2 separate regions of the Columba livia genome follow, and region 2 is linked to region 1. Evidence: chromatin contacts called from public Hi-C data. All regions are on one chromosome and are shown on one strand. The core of a region is the stretch at or near the end of the contact, and the rest is flanking DNA. Distances in the headings are between cores, read along the strand shown. Region 1 holds the start of LOC135575241 (rho GTPase-activating protein 17-like). Region 2 holds the start of LOC102089529 (transmembrane protein 182).

The links. Hi-C and Micro-C count contacts between places; a contact is called where the count stands out from the background.
Region 2: a contact with region 1 is called in a Hi-C map of liver, with 2.5 times the contacts expected there. The contact joins the promoter of LOC102089529 here to the promoter of LOC135575241 in region 1. A contact is called at or near these places in 2 of 2 Hi-C or Micro-C datasets (crop and liver).

Annotation. Positions count from the first base shown.
Region 1 is chr12:14,834,367-14,838,731 of bColLiv1.pat.W.v2, forward strand. It overlaps LOC135575241 (rho GTPase-activating protein 17-like), which reads right to left and starts at 2,352. Exons shown (of 4, transcript XM_021282319.2): 1 at 2,325-2,352.
Region 2 is chr12:15,113,172-15,117,536 of bColLiv1.pat.W.v2, forward strand. LOC102089529 (transmembrane protein 182) reads right to left here and starts at 2,409. Exons shown (of 6, transcript XM_065077902.1): 1 at 2,241-2,409; 2 at 1,382-1,557. The coding sequence starts at 1,534.

The DNA.
Region 1 (4,365 bases), core at 1,102-3,601:
AATTTACAGACCTACCCTAGTGAAAAGAAATAAGGGGAACAATCAGCCGGACCATCCAAAGGATTATTACTATTTCAACGTAAGCTATTTAAGAAAATGTCTATTGGGAAATACCTGGAGATGTAATAACTTAATCCTAAATATCAGGAAAACAAAGCAAATAACTGAGTATATTGTAGAGACTGAGAACATGAGCAGAGACAGATGCTCACCCAGGAGGTTTGTTTTAGGCAGATGGAAAGTTTTTGTTTTGCTGCGATCTGGCCCTGAAAAAATGGCCTTTCCTGAAGCTGGCTGCAGGGACATGGAGATTGCTGGTTTACTGGAAAAAAGCTCCTTTTCTTTAGTGTTCTGACACTGTAGTAGTTGTGGATGATGTGCTTTAAGGCCAGAGGGATGATGGATCATGAAGGTGGTGTTGAATTCAGTCGTGTTTGCTCCGGCAAGTGCCGAGTTTCTGGTTGAACTAAAGCTGTCATTTTCATATAAATTCTCTTCAGTTTAAAGATTTCAAATATCGAAATACCAGGGTTCCTGCACACCCTCTTTGTTGGTACGTTACCTGGTGATTTATAAATGCGGACCTTTCTGTCTGGGTTGTATTGTAAATATATCAGCTATTATGTGAATCGATTCCAACTGATGTAAATTTTTGTTGTTGTTATTATTACATTTTACCTTTAACTAACCAACTATTTTGATCCTACTTTTATTAGCTCTGCCAAAAATGGCTTTGTTTTTTTTCCTAGCTGATCTTGGAAGAGGGACGTGAAGCTGAACACATGATAGATCATTTTAGGGACAGAAGAAGAGATGGCTGCAGCCACAGAGAGTGACAGCCAGCGGCTCTGGTCCGTGTACACTGCTTTGTCACCAGCATGTGGAGGTGGCCCCAGGCTGGCTGGAGGATGCCCAGGCATGGGGCAGCTGGAGGTATCTTGAAGTCTCAGAGCTTCACCACTGACGGATCATGGGATCCTGGCAGAAACACTCGCTGTATGATCCTGTGCTACCGCATTGCAAACCTCTCCTTGTGTGACACCTTCCCTTGCAACGCACCATTTCCCGAATCCAGCTCGCCCGCCTGTCAGGAGGGAACGGAGCCAGCCGGGGTGAACTGTGACTTTGTGGAGATGTCAAGAAAACCTGCGCTCTGCCCATTGCCAGGCCCGCGCCGAGCAATTATTCATGCTGGAGACCCAATGCTAGGAGACATGGCCTTGGAGAGAGGGAATGTCTGGTACTGGTAGGAACAGATCATTGTACTGCAATGTGAATGAAAGGCATTTTTTTTCATAACAAAGATAAGACAGGCCTTGAAAGACACTTTTTTCCGTGAAGGAAGAAGGCGTTTTCCTGCTTAAATGATTTAGACAGACTTTATTTTCTAGGAAAGCCATGAGTCTCTTCATGGATCATTGTCTCCAAGCAGAGTGCTCAGTGAGACCTTTCGTCTGTGGAAAAGAGACTCAAATAGTGTGAACTGAGCTGGTGACCTTCCACCACTGTAAGTCAGGAGCCATAGAAATGTTTGTCAACGTTTTGAAAGGAAGCTGTTGTGCTTGAGATGCTTTCCTAGGAAAAAAATCATCAATATGGAGCTACAGTGAGGCTAGATTTTAGCACAGATCTGCCAGGACACATAGGTTTTCTTTTCATTTTGAAATAAAATGTGGAAGTCAGTTGGAGCATGTACGCTTTGGGATATTCTAAGGAAAATAACCAGCGCAACTTTTTAATTTTTAATTTGGGTGAGGCGAGCTCTGCATATAATTACTTTTCTAGAAGCTGCACAAATAGACTTTTGATACTGGAAGAAAAAGTGTGAAAAATGCTTGATATGAGAACTCGGTTTGGTGGCCTCCCGTGTAGGGAGTGGTGTGCACCAGTCCGGAGAGGAAAATCCCCAGGTTCCAACTCAACAAAAGCGTGTGGCCAACGGCCCCAAAGGCATTTCTCCACTAGCAGAGACAGGATCTGGGCCGATGAGCTTTGTCGCTTGTTCTTTGTCAGGTGAAACTCTGGGGTTAGTAATTTCTTATAACCTCTTATCCTAGACTGGGCAAAAAATGGTGATTTTTCCTCCTGTACACATAGCTAATCAAACTGGGAATTACCACTTTTTTATTTTCCCTTCCTACACCCATTCTTGACACACACAGAAAAAAATATCATGTTACCATAGATTGAACTGTGGGCTAACATTAGTGTGTAGCACATATTTCCAGTAAATAAGATTCCTGCTTGTCATTTACAATACTCAATAATTACTGTTTTGTCCAAAACCTGTTTTTTCCCTTTGCTCAGTGTCCTCAAGTACTTACTCTGCTCCCGTGGGCATCTTCTGCTTTGCTGATGTCACACATGATGTCATAAGGAGAGAGGGAATCCTGTCCAGTTTCTGCATCTGCTGTGCAAATGCTGCACGTGGTGCTTGGGCATCACAGCTCTTCAAATGCTGCAAATTAGGGGATACAAACCTTTCACAAGCGGTGGAACAATTGAAAGTCAAAACTGGATTAAAATTAGTTTGTCCATAATATAGTATTTTGTTAATACAGCAAGATTAACCTACAAAATTCACTTATCCCTGTTACATCAGTACAGATAACCTGAGAAAACAGGTGTCTTGCTTTGTTGTGACCTAATGCCAGCCTTTAAGTTTCTACTCATTAATCAATGTTTGTGGTTTATTGATAGAAATGCAGGAGGGGTGGGCGCTAGTTGGGTTCACAGTAGGGCTGGTGTGATGCCGAAACCCCGCTGCTCTGGGGCAAACTGAGCAGGGCCACTCAGCTGTCCTGTGCACTGGCACTGATTTGATTTGTATGCAAGCTGCAGCCAGGGAAAGCGTTGAACAGTTGCCCATGGGATGTCTGAGAAATGTCTTTTTAAGAAAATCTGTGTGAAAATTGAAGAAATACGCTGCTGCGTAGAGGAGGCTCTTTTCTGTGTGAGATACTGTGATTTATTTGTTTTTTTTCTCAAAGTACTAGGCCTGGTTAGAAACTGCCTTGTTTGGGTTTGTAAGCAAGAACTTCACTTACTCATGTAAACGATCCGTAGTGTTAATTCCTTCTAAATCATCACATCAATATTAGTAAGTCGGCAAATAATGACTCAAAACCCGCATAGTCAGTCTCAACCTCAACCTAATGCAGCAGTCCGAGGAAAATGAGTTGAGCCGTCTTTATGTCGTTTGAAAATAGGATGTGATGTGAACAGAGTGGGGTTTTTTAATCAAAGAGTCTTTGATCCTGGTTGGATTTGCTTGTCCCTGGAAGAGGCAGCTACAGAAGACCCTATATCCCTGCATGGGAAAACAAGGTTTTGACTGTGTTTTATGAGAAAAGAAGCAATTTTCTGCTTAGCATATGCTAGCAGGTTGAAATTAATAGTTGACAGAAAAAAAATAAGCAGTTTTGCTTCCTTGTATGGAAACCATAGTAAAGGAAAATAATATTTTTGGAAACTTTTAGTAAGACTAATGTTATCAGTAGACCAGAATACTGAACACCCTGAAGTGTGTATTGTGTATGGATGTATAGTGTCCAGATGCTGAGCACAAATTAGAGCTTCTATTCATCAAATAATCCACAGAGGTAGGAACGACTTGTTCCTAACAAATACCAAGCAGGATGAGATGACCTGCTGGTTACCTGCACTGTTTCTCAGGCATTGTCTCCAAATCTCGTGTACCTCATTCAGAATCACATACGGTTAGCACTTGACACCTGTAGCATGACAAAATCCTTCACAAAGGCAGGTCATTTCGTTTATTCAGACTCGTTATGTTGGAATTAAATGGCGTCTCATTGGAATTTCCCAGCAGGTGTTTTTTTGGGAGAGCAGCAGTGAAACAGTTGATGTTCTTGGTGTTGCTGCTCAGCCTGTGAGCCTGTTGCACTTGGCAAGCTGTATTCCTGTATACAGTGAAGAACATCCCACTGACATGCACCAAATGTTTTCATGCAGAAATGGTGTTATTGGCGTTTTTCAGGACTCCCAGGTTCACTTCTGGTCTCCTATTTTGTCACCTAGAAAGATCTTGGATTTCAGAGAAAAAAAATAAGTCTGTTACGGGCTATGATAAGGTATTGAAACCTGAGCTTCTGTGGGTTTAAAACCTGAGCAATTCTTTTCCTTCTATAGTACAAAGAAAATTTCAAAGCATGCCCAGAAATGAGTGCTTCTAGTGCACTGGTATCCCAGAGGTGCTTGGTACACTGTTCTCATTTAAAGAGGACGGTGACTGCTGGGAAACGTGCTTCAAGACAATTTAATGGGTCTCTTTTCACCTTAGTGGTCGGGTATTTGACAGCTGCAAAATGCTTATGACAATGACAAAAGCACAAACTCTAAATA
Region 2 (4,365 bases), core at 1,159-3,658, 280 kb after region 1:
ACAGCCTGCTGTACAAAACCACTAACTGAAACAGAAATAATAGAAGCAGTGTCTGAAATAGAAATAAAATTGCTGAGAGGAAAGAGAGCAGTTCCTACTTCTGGCCGGCACTTTTGAAGTGTTTCTGCCTCGGTGACAGGCACACCAGCGCTCGGCCAAGAGCGTATCTGAAATGTTTGAGATGCTTAATCATGTAGTGCAGTGCCACATCTCTAGTCTCTCCACTTGAAAAGACAACCGCACAAACAAAATCTCTGCAACAATTAACATTGTCATTTCCCAAGTGCACAAAACCTGAGCGCTCTCCTCCACTCACGACCCTCTGCCAGCTCCAGGGCTTTACCGTGCCACTTTAAACAGTAAAGACAGTGTCTTCTGCCAGGCAGTTTTTCTATCATAATTCTTTTTTTTTCAAAAGAGAAAGTCATTTGGAAACATGACTCAAGCAAACAGTGCCCTACATTTGATTATGGGATTCTGAAATGAAAGAAAATATTTCTTGCTGGCATCACGGTGCTTACCCAGTGTGACTCACCACACCAGAAAAAAAATCAAACCTAATTGGATTGAACTTTGAAGTTCCGAAAATCTGCACACAACAAGGATCTTCCTGTCATTTTGTAACTGAAACCACACATTGATCGGTACAAAAACATTTTTGAAGAGTGGGTGGCTCAGGGAACTGATCCGGTTGTTATTTCATTGCAGAGTTAGCTCATAGCAAGTGCAGCTAAAATCAAACTTGCAAAAGGATCTACAAACAAGTGACATCAGCAGTTAGCAGTAAAATACCTAATTGTCCTTCAAAAATTACATTTCTAGCTAACTAAAAACTGACATAAATCTTAATTTTAAAATGTATAGGCCTGTTCTAGTAAGACAGGCTGGAAATCTTTTCTACTCTGTTCTGCGTCTGATGTTTGCTTTTGTTTTCTGTCTGCGCTGTAGTCACATCACTTCAGATGCTAATGATTGCCAAGTCCTACACTTTAAAATATGAACTATTTTTAAATGAAGAAACTACAGAGGGAGAAATCTTTTAACAGCAGATATCAGGAGATACCTTTTGTCTTTAGAGGCAAATACTGTCAACAAGTAAAGCTCTTACATTTTTGCTTTTCTTTCCCTAAAGCTTGTATCTGCCAGATTACAGAGGTGCTGTCTTAGTGTTTCCTAGATGCACTTCAGTCAAAATGCTAGATACCGTGGAAATGCTGGTTTGGATTTTAAAGTTAGCTCAGGCTGACATTTTACATTAGCAGGTCACTTTCAATGAGCATAAATATTATCACAGATTTAAAATTTTAAATATATATATATGTATATGTATATATTTAAATAAGTTAATTCTTCCAAAGTAAGACACGATTTCAGAGCTTACCTCCCCGGTCTGCAGAGTGCTGTTCCCATGCTCAAAGACACCGCAGGTCTCTGTGGCGAGAAGCCAGTAATCTGTCCCAAAAGCGATGAGGAAGAACAAGACGCCGGTGCCGCCAAGGAGCCCGGCTGTGAGGGCGGCTACTCCAACCTTCATAGGGCAGCAGGTAGGCAGCAGAACTGGAAATCAGAAAAGAAGAAAAACCCCGAAGTTTCCAAGATCGCTGGAAGAGAGGGACGAGAGAAGTGCTATTTTTGGATGGGGATAATAATCTCCTCCTGGCTGGTGTGAGTTTCAGTGGGTGGTGGGGACAGGACTAATAAAAGCCGATGACCTGGTGTAACCAAACAGCTGCGGCATTAAGGAACATGACAAATAGCTATTGAGACAGAGCAGGAAGATTTCCAAATAAACACATGGCTCTTCGTTTTAGGAGAGCGGTGCAGAGAACCTGTAGATCACGGTGCAGAGTTTTTAAAACCCCGCTTGTGCATGAGATTAGCAAAGAGGCTGAGCTTGGCTTGAGCAGATCTGAACTCAAAGATCTTTACCATGTCACAGAGTTCGCAGTTTCTGCAGCCATTGCTGTGACATACCTTTAGCCATGTCTTTGCAAGCGCAGTGTAGAAGTGGCACTTCTGCAATATGGGTCTCCTTCAGCTCCTGTGTCTGCTGAACAAAACGCTAAGGTAGCTTTCCCACAAAGAAACCGCAGAAATCCAAGCAATAACATTAAAACATTGGTGAGATCTTAAATATTTTGGTGCTCTCAGAAGTGACGCAATTACGCCATGCAAACACATTTAAATCAGGCAGATCTACACCTAGCTAGATAAGGAGTATTGAAATCAGGTGTACATACCGATATACCTTGAGTGCGTTTAGAAGGATGTTCTCTCCACTCTCACAGAAGAGCAGGCTATATAGCATCCATACCCCTCCCACTGTCCGAGCCTACTGTGGAAGAAGTGTCTCATGGAGATGAGGACATTCCTGCATGGAATTTTGCTGCCATTTGGTTCCTAACATTTTTGTCTTCTGCTGGAGCATCTGCGGTAGTTCACTGCCAGGATGCCAGACTAGGAAAATTATAATTTCTGTAGGGCAATAACTGCATTCCTGTGACATGCCAGGAGGCTGGGGGAGGAAATTTAAATTACTGTGAAAATTCATGTTCTGAGTTTCTAACCTTAGCCTAAGATGTGACCTGTTCCAAAAGGGAGGATAGGTGAGGATGTTGCCTTCCTTATCTTATAGGATTTTGTGTGGCCAAATTAATCTCTGAACGAATTCAATAGTTAAAGTTAACTGTGAACATATGGGTATCTCAGAGAAACTGCACACTGGTTAGGGAAACTGGAGAGGGTTGGGTAAAATTTTGACTACACTTCAAGCCAACTGTTGAGGCATATGGACTGCTGAATGCACTCACTCTTCTATGGGCCCAATAGACTTGAATTATAATAATTTATTCTATCCTCTGTGTTATTCTTTCTTAAATATTGCAAGGATAGCTTTTAAATAAGATATTAGCCCTCTTTTCATCACTGTTGTAGCGGCAGAGCTGCTGTTTGTTTAACTCGACCACGAGCGCATGAGGTATTCCATCAGATCCAGGAAAGAGGCCCCTGCTCAGAGGAGTCCCCACATTGACACGTGCAGAAAGAAAAGGTGGGACAGGTTGCAGACTTACCATTATGTGAGGCTGAAGCTCCACCACAGACCCCAGAGCACTGTTGGTTAGAGGTAGAGCGGGGCTGCAAGGGGCAAGAGCTCAAGGAGAGCAGAAGTTGTTGTTCCATCTGGTGTGGTGGGGCAGGTGGTGGGTGAACAAGGCAATGGCGAGCTGCCCAACAGGGCCAGTAGCTGTCTCAAAGGTTATGTTTACATCTCGGTTGGTGGCTAAAATGGAAGAATCCCTTCTGATGTTTGTATAATGAGATGACAGTTCCCCATGGCAGGGCTAAACACTGGTAGAGACATCACTGCGTGGCCTTCAAGCACGGAGCAGTGGATGTGTATTTGATGGGAGAGCTGTGGTACAGAAGCCATTTTCAGGGAAGTGAAAATACACATCATGTCTCTGGCCTGCTTAACCATCCTTTTTCTTCCAAGCAAACAATTTAGTCAGCTAAGGGAGAGAAGAAACCATCCTGACATGACACAGCCTCCCACCAGCACCCTTGGTGTACCCGTGGGTGAGCAGGTCTGCTCCTCCCGCACTCTCTGGGCAGCACTGCCCAGGAAATGAGCCTGTAAAACATGGACCATTCCCCCTCAGCCACTTACTTGCCCTCCTGCATTTAGCTGCTGTCTCCACTGGAAGCAATCCCTGCTGCTGTGATGGGTTTGTATGTACGTGCTTGTGGACAACCTTCCCATCACCTTCACTTGTCCCATACTTACACGTATTAACCCTCTCCTAGCCCATCCCTGGGCAGTCCAGCATATCCTTTTTCCATAGTTTTGAACTGCAATAACATACCCATCTCACAGTCATCTGGTTACTTCACAGGCAACGATCACTGCAATGAGATGACTTCTTGATATTGAACATAAAATGGTTGATTAAATACAAAGTTCAATATATCTATCACATAAATAATCTTCAATACATGTAATTTCAAACAGTTGCCATTTAACTAACATGTAATACCCGTTAAACCTGTCTGAAATGATAAGAAAAATCACTTTCCATCTATTCTTGTGATCTGTATCTCAAAGCTGAACACGATTGACGGGGGAGCTTTGGCAATGCTTGGAGAAGCTCAGTGAAGACAAGGGTTAGCACACCAGAAGCAAGGACTTTCTTTTGCAGATTGCACCACAATTGCACCAAATTAAAATGCAAAGTGGGCACTCATGTATTTTTTTAAAAAAGGGATTAATGCACACTTCCACGTTTATGTGTGTGCTTTTTAGTCAGCTGTATTTGGCATTGCTGTATTTATGCTAATGCATATTCGCAAGTTAGCGCTGTTTGCCAT